2 separate regions of the Mus musculus genome follow, and region 2 is linked to region 1. The links are chromatin contacts, called in public Hi-C maps. All regions are on one chromosome and are shown on one strand. Each heading gives the region's core, a stretch centred on a gene start, on an enhancer-like site or on the middle of the called end of the contact. The rest is flanking DNA. Distances are from core to core; before and after follow the strand shown.

Region 1 (3,451 bases), core at 337-2,836:
GCATTGAATTCAAGCCTTTTTTTCCCTGGCCAACTCTGCGCAAGGCTAATACCTCCAGGAAGTCAGTGAAGCAAACTTGGCCTAGTTGGGTGGACTGGACTTAGTGGTGAGTCAGGAAAATTCTAGTGCGGATGAGAGTCACAGGGGTTGGCAGGAGGCAGAGTTCCTTGGTAGCAATTCCAGCTCTTCTGAAAGCTTGCTGTGTGACTTTTTGGGTAAGTCATAACCTTTCTGTTTTTAGTACCCTGAGAAGCACAGATAAAGCCCCAGTGCTTTTCATCCATCTACTTCAGGGAAATTGCATGAAGGTTAGTTAATTAATTGTCAAGACTGCTGCATATAGGGTGTGTTAAGAAAATGTCAAAAACATTAAAAAGAATGGTCAAACGGAGCAGAGTGGAAGACGGAAAGAATTTCAGGCTAATTGCTAATTTTTCAATGTCTTTACAGTTCTAGGGCAGCTGTCAGGTACAGCTTCCAAATTTGATTGCTCTAAAATTATTTAGATGTCAGGTTGGTTATTTTTAGCTTCATTTCTTTCTATAGATTCTACATAGGAGTCTGATGGTATAATAATTATATTTAAACCTCCAACAAATAAGCAAGTTTTAGTGGGAATTTTGCTTATAAATATGATATTTATCTTGCTTATCTACTTTGCTTGGTTTCAAGTTAGGGTCTCACTTTGTAATTTAGATTATCCTGGAGCTCACTATGGAACCCAGGCTGGCCTTGAACTCAGGACAATTGCTCACTTTGCCTAACTCCCAAGTTTGTTGAGTCCACAGGCATTCACTTCTAGGCCCAGCTTCTGGTTTACTCTGTCTTTAAGATGCAGCTAATTAATGTCCCTGTAAAGGAAAAGATGCTGTTACTTTCAATAGTGGAAAATAATGACAGGTGTGCTCATGGGCCAGACATCACAGATGTGCTCTTTAGGGATACTGAACTATAAACAGTTCCTGCCATACTAATATCAGGCTTTATGGAACCGTACTACCTGGCAATGGACTCACAACATATATAATAAAATGCTCAAGCTAAACACTAGTAACTCAAATGTCCGCTGAGCTGATGATTCTGCAGTTTCATCATAGAAGATCAAATAGGCCTGCTTCTAGGTTAGTCCTGGGCACCTGGATGTTCAGTGGATTGGAGACACAGGCTAGACAGATACAGGGATGCACAGTAGTATAGTAACTGCTAGAACACTTTTCATGTTTGGACAGGTTTTATTGAACTAGGAAAATCACAGAAGGAAAAAATGTGAGTGTCTGTTCAAGTTCGTCTTCTCTGCCTGCTGGTTTACTTTGCTCATATTTAGACTTGTGTGTGTGCATATGTGTGTGTGTGTGTGTGTGTGTGTGTGTTGGGGGGTCTTGGAACCAGAAATCTGTCCTCTTTGCAATGTGTTAAACGACTTAATATTGAATGTGGTGGCACATGCCTGCAACTCCAGCAGCCGAGGCATGCGGATTCTGAGTTTACAGCCAAGACCCAGCCAAGGAGGTTTGGGATGCTCGAGGAGAATGGCGTTGACACAGTGGCTTCATAGTCTAACCACAGAGAGACACGCCCCTGAGTTCATGAACTGTGAGAAGACAGGCTTGGGAGATGGTTCTGTTTGTAAAGTGTTTTCCACGAGAACACAAGGGCCTGAGATCAGCGCCCTCAGCGTCCACTTGAAAAGTCCTCATGTTGCAGGCAGGCATGTCCGTAACCCCGGCACTGGGGTCAGGGTAGAAAGACTTGAAATCCTGCAGCTCATTCGCCAGCTAGTCTATGTGGAAAAAAATGATGGAGAATAAGCAAGGACAACAACTGTTGCATACACACACACACACACACACACACACACACACACACTCACTCATAAAGGGCAAAGAGTAAAGACCATTTTCTTCACCAAAGAGTTGGGAGGTAGTTAAGAAAATCTGCAGAAAGCATAGCTTCCTAGAGACACATAGAACAAAGTCAGTTTATAGACTATCAACAAACTTTAAGTAACAAAAACTTAAAGTAAGAGCATATCTGGACAGTAGAGTTGTTTTCTTCCTTCCTCTCTTCCTTCGAAGCCCACCACTTCGTTAAGGCATCAAGGAGGACTCGCACCCCTGGCTGAGAGCGTGGGTGGCATGCATCAAAGTTAAGACCAAAATAACAACATACGAATACACACACACACCCCACTCCGGGAGACATTTCTTCTCATCACATACGTGTTGTGGAAAATGTCTGCAGGGGAGAAGGGGGTGGCTACCTGCTTGGATCTCAAGTGTAAGGTAGAGCAGCCAGGATGCCCCACATGCTGGGCTATTTATAGCTTTGGGGGTGAAAAAAAAACAACAAAAAAAACCCCAAACCTAAATGCTGCCTGCTGTTCCCAACTGAAGCTCACAGACAACGGATAAGACCTCCTTTTGGTTGCCTTTGTAGTTGTAACTGACACACATTCAAAAATGATGACTTGGCTGCAGGCCCCTCTCTACCCCCTCCAGCAGGTGAGAGTCAGGGCAACGCTCTCCTCTTCCTCTGCAGGAAACCCACTTGTTAGGCCCTTCCCAGACCATGTGAAAAAACACTGGGCTTTATTTTTTATTTTATTTTATTTTTTTTAAAGAAAAATCTATGCCTGCTGCTCACACAAATCTGTAATCCCAGCCACTGAGTCAGGAGGTTTGCAAGCTGGAGACCTGCCTGGACTGTGCACTGTGTTCAAGGCTAGCCTGGGCAATGTAGGAAGTTCTAAGAGTACCTTATCTCAAAATAAAGAGTGAAAAGAGGGCTGGGGTGTAGTGTAGCTGTAGAATGATAACCCTAGTGCTACATAGAAAAAAAAATCCTGAATTTCTTTTGGGAAGAAAGTTTGTGATTTACACTTGGGATAGGAAGAACAGCACCAAGCAACCAGATTCCTCCCCCCGCCCCCCGCACCCCTTCCGCCCCCCCCATCCCCACCCCCCGCCCCTCCCCCGCCCCTCCCCGCGCCTCCCCGGAGCTTGCAGGGACTAAACCACCAACCAAAGAGTACACATGATGGGACTCATGGACCCAGTAGCAGAGGAATGCCAGGGCGGGGAGCAGGAGTGGTTGGGTGGGTGGGGGAACACCCTCATAAAAGCAGGGGGGGGATGGGATAGGGGATTTGTGGAGGGGAAGCTGGGAAAGAGGATAACATTTGAAATGCAAATAAATAAAATATCCAATAGAAAATAATTTCATCTAAAAACATCCCAAAGTCCTAATGCAAACTATTTGTCTTTGCCATCTTCTGTGTGCTTATGTGCAGCACACACACACACACACACACACACACACACACACACACACACACACACACACGGGTGAATAGAGAAAGAGGTAGAGAGAGATTGGAGATCCACAAACAAAATGCCTTCTAAACAAGATCTAATTGTTGACAGCTGCGAACCCAGCCAAGTCCAGAAGTTCA
Region 2 (3,455 bases), core at 888-3,387, 85 kb before region 1:
CTGTAGCTTGATCTTTGGGGAGTCGGGTTAAATACCACTTCAAGTATTCTGAATTGCTCCACCCTGAGCAATATAGTCTCTTTTGTTCTTTATCCCTTATTTCTGGCCCAGAAAAGCAATAAAGCACATATGTTTTTAGTTCCTGGTGCTGAGATCTTACAGTATTTAGAGTAGACATCTGATGTTTTCTGCTGAATGCTCTAATGCCTACACAATGAGAGTCATTGTGCGCCATTTGTTCAAGGATAACTTACCTTGTCAATGCGTTCCTTGGGGGAAAAGGATGTCACAGAATTCTGGACTTGGGAAGTGAACATCCCAGGTGACTTGTTCTTTACCTAATATGGAATGAGAGACAGTGAGTTCAAGAGAGCAGATTTCTCAGCAGGAAGCAATTCAGAAGACTAGAAGTGACACCAAACCTGATTTCCCAAAGTATCTGGCAGATAGGCAAACCATCACTGGCACCAAGCTCTCCCAAGTTTCCTCATATTTCCTGTTACCCCTCTGCCTCCTCTTGTCTTACCAAATTCTACATAACCAAGGGCCTGTTGCCTTTGTCTGTCTTTCTCTTTCTTTCTTTCTTTCTTTCTTTCTTTCTTTCTTTCTTTCTTTCTTTCTTTCTTTCTTTCTTTCTTTCTTTCTCTCCCTCTCTTCCTCTTTCTTTGTTTTGTTTTCTTTCTTTCTCTCTCTTTCCTTCTTTCTTTCTTTCTCTCCCTCTTTCTTTGTTTTGCTTTCTCTCTCTCTCTTTCTTTCTCTCTCTCTCTCTTTCTTTCTTTCTTCTGTTTTCTTTCTTTCTCTCTCTTTCTTCCTTTCTTTCCCTCCCTCCCTCCCTCCCTCCCTCCCTCCCTCCCTCCCTCCCTCCCTTCCTTCCTTCCTTTCTGGAGTCTTGTAAACTAGTATTGTATTCTTTTGTCTGACTTTGTTCAGGTTTAGTGTTTTTTGCACTCTATCTGGGTGGCGCAACCAACTCTTTGCTGTTTAGAAATGATCCATTGCACAGGCATACCACTACCTTTTCATCTGTCCACTTTTGCATGGACGCCTGAGGACATCCCAGATATTAGCTGTTATGAATATACTGAACGTGAACATCCATGCCCACATCATCATTCAGGTACTTTCATCTGAGTAAATGCTCCTTTTATTTTGTACTACTCTGCATTTAGGAAGGGTTTCTTAGTTTTTTTAGAGTGGGGGCAAAGAGGGGGAAGCATCCGACAATCTAGCTTGCTGACTGTCCACAGGGTAATGAAATTATGGCTTGGATTGAATGCAAACCCACTATCAGGATCTGTGATATCTGTTTCCAGCAACTCGGCTACTCCTCAGCCTTCCCGTTGGCTTCTCTTTAGGAGGTATGCATGGCAGTCATTTCTGCCAGGAGGAATAGTCACGGTATGCAGTGAATGCCCCTAAAACTTCTCTGAAGTAAACCATCACTCTCCAGGAGAAGATTTTATTGGAAAAGGAGCCAATTGCTGCCTCATTCAGGACTGGGACTTTGACGTGGTTGGAGTTTTCAGGCCCAGGCCAATTGTTTAACATCCCCAATTCCACAAAGAACATTAGAATTTTGACAGCAGAAAAAAGTAGAAAAGGCAGGTTGTAATTCAACTGAAAATATATTTTCCCTGGGTGACAGAGTATGGAGTTCTTCATTTTCTCACGTGAACAGATAGTTGTGACACTTAGCTTTGCACTCGGTGCTGTATAAATCAGCTCTTAAGAAGCAACAATACCCTTGCTATTGCTCATTTCTCTCTCTGAGCTCTGCTGAGATACACAGCTCTGCTCAGACAACCCTGCTGGGGCACTGCTGCAGGACTGACTCTGGGTGCCCAATGAGAACTCTCCCGTCACCTTCTACATGGTGGATGAGGTTGCAGGAGACACACCAGGTCATCTTGGGAGCCCAGCTTGGACCTGACAAAGGCTCTCTAAGTACTTACAAGAGACTACTGCTCCTCCGTCCTGGACAGGAAGCACAGAAGACGAAGTCAGCTGATGCCCTGTGCTTTTCAAGGAAAGGAAGAAAGGAGTTGAGTTCTTCTGCCAACCCGGAAGCAGCGTTTTGACTGAGCTCTTGATTCTGAGGGGGCACAGGAAGCGGATTTTAGATAAAGAAGAAACGTTTCTCCAGGCTTGCAGGCAGGAAATGGGTTTTGGTCCTGGGATTCCTCTTTTGAGCATGTGGGTGTCATGACTTCCTCTCTCTCTCTCTCTCTCTCTCTCTCTCTCTCTCTCTCTCTGTCTGTCTCTCTCTCTGTCTCTCTGTCTCTCTCTCAAGTTTTAACATTGAGAAAACAGATCTACTATTGCCCTGTTTTAGATTTGTTTTGGGGAGATTCCAATATAGGAATCAAAATTAGACTTGGTTTGTTGGGTCTTGGGAAGCATAGTCCTGACGCCACGGTTTCTGTTTACACAATGCAGAATGCTTTTTCCCAGGAGGAGATTGACACTGTCAGGCTGCCCAATTTACAGGTCAGGTCTCACCAGCTGCTAAAATAAACATTATGGTTTGACAGGCGTGGCATTTTTTTTTTTTTGGTTTAAATAATATTTCCATAAAGAAAGGGAAAAGGGATAGAGACCAAACCACCATACTTTATCAGTAGTATTATATAATTTTTTCTCTTTTTAATTTTATAAAAATCACTGGGTTATGTGCTTTTTCCAGCTTTTGATTTCTCTGTTTTGTAAAGGGCAAAATAATTCCACCTAATTATTATTATCATTACTATTTTATTTTGTTATTTGTCTATATGCGTGTGTATACAGTGTGGTGTGTGCATGCACAGAATGGCTGGCCATCAGAGGACAGTCTTGAATATGGGCGCGTAGGTATCTGAACTTTTCTTTGGGGAGGGTTTTTCATTGACCTAGAACTTCACCACATAGGCTAGGCTAGCTGGCCTGGAAACTTCCAGAGATCCTCTTGTTTCTGTCTTTCTTCTCACCATTTTTTTGGGGGGGGGTGTAGGTATGCACCAGCTTTTTCTTTTCTTTTCTTTTTTAATATTTTATTTTATTTTATTTTTATTAGGTGTTTTCTTCATTTACGTTTCCAGTGCTATCCCCAAAGTCCCCCATACCCTCCCCCACCCACTCCCCTACCCACCCACTCCCACTTCTTGGTCTGGGCATTCTCCTATACTGAGGCATATAAAGTTTGCATGACCAATGGGCCTCTTTCCACTGATGGCCGACTAGGCCATCTTCTGATATATATGCAGCTAGAGACACAAGCTCCGGGGGGTACTGGGTAGTTCATATTGTTGTTCCACCTATAGGGTTGCAGATCACTTTAGCTCCTTGGGTACTTTCTCTAGCTCCTCCCTTGGGGGCCCTGTGATCCATCCAATAGCTAACTGTGAGCATCCACTTATGTGTTTGCTAGGCCACGGCATATCCTCAAAAGAGACAGCTATATCAGGGTCCTTTCAGCAAAA

The links. Hi-C and Micro-C count contacts between places; a contact is called where the count stands out from the background.
Region 2: a Hi-C map of CD4 single positive thymocytes shows a contact between it and region 1, with 3 times the contacts expected there. The contact joins two enhancer-like sites. A contact is called at or near these places in 14 of 484 Hi-C or Micro-C datasets (CD4 T cells, CD4 single positive thymocytes, CD8 T cells and 7 more) and 5 of 115 datasets of contacts at active chromatin or transcription factors (CD8 T cells, the SCID.adh cell line, memory CD8 T cells and 2 more).

What each region holds. Positions count from the first base shown.
Region 1 is chr2:9,594,471-9,597,921 of GRCm38.p6, reverse strand. No RefSeq gene overlaps it. Among named protein-coding and RNA genes, the nearest start is that of Gm13218, 3.3 kb to the right of the region's middle. Within about 2 kb of position 1,586, at least 6 of the 459 cell types and tissues checked have an H3K27ac peak or open chromatin away from gene starts, as enhancers often do. A contact at or near this core is called in CD4 single positive thymocytes and the SCID.adh cell line, where this site is marked.
Region 2 is chr2:9,680,438-9,683,892 of GRCm38.p6, reverse strand. No RefSeq gene overlaps it. Among named protein-coding and RNA genes, the nearest start is that of Gm13218, 89 kb to the right of the region's middle. Within about 2 kb of position 2,137, at least 47 of the 459 cell types and tissues checked have an H3K27ac peak or open chromatin away from gene starts, as enhancers often do. A contact at or near this core is called in CD4 single positive thymocytes and the SCID.adh cell line, where this site is marked.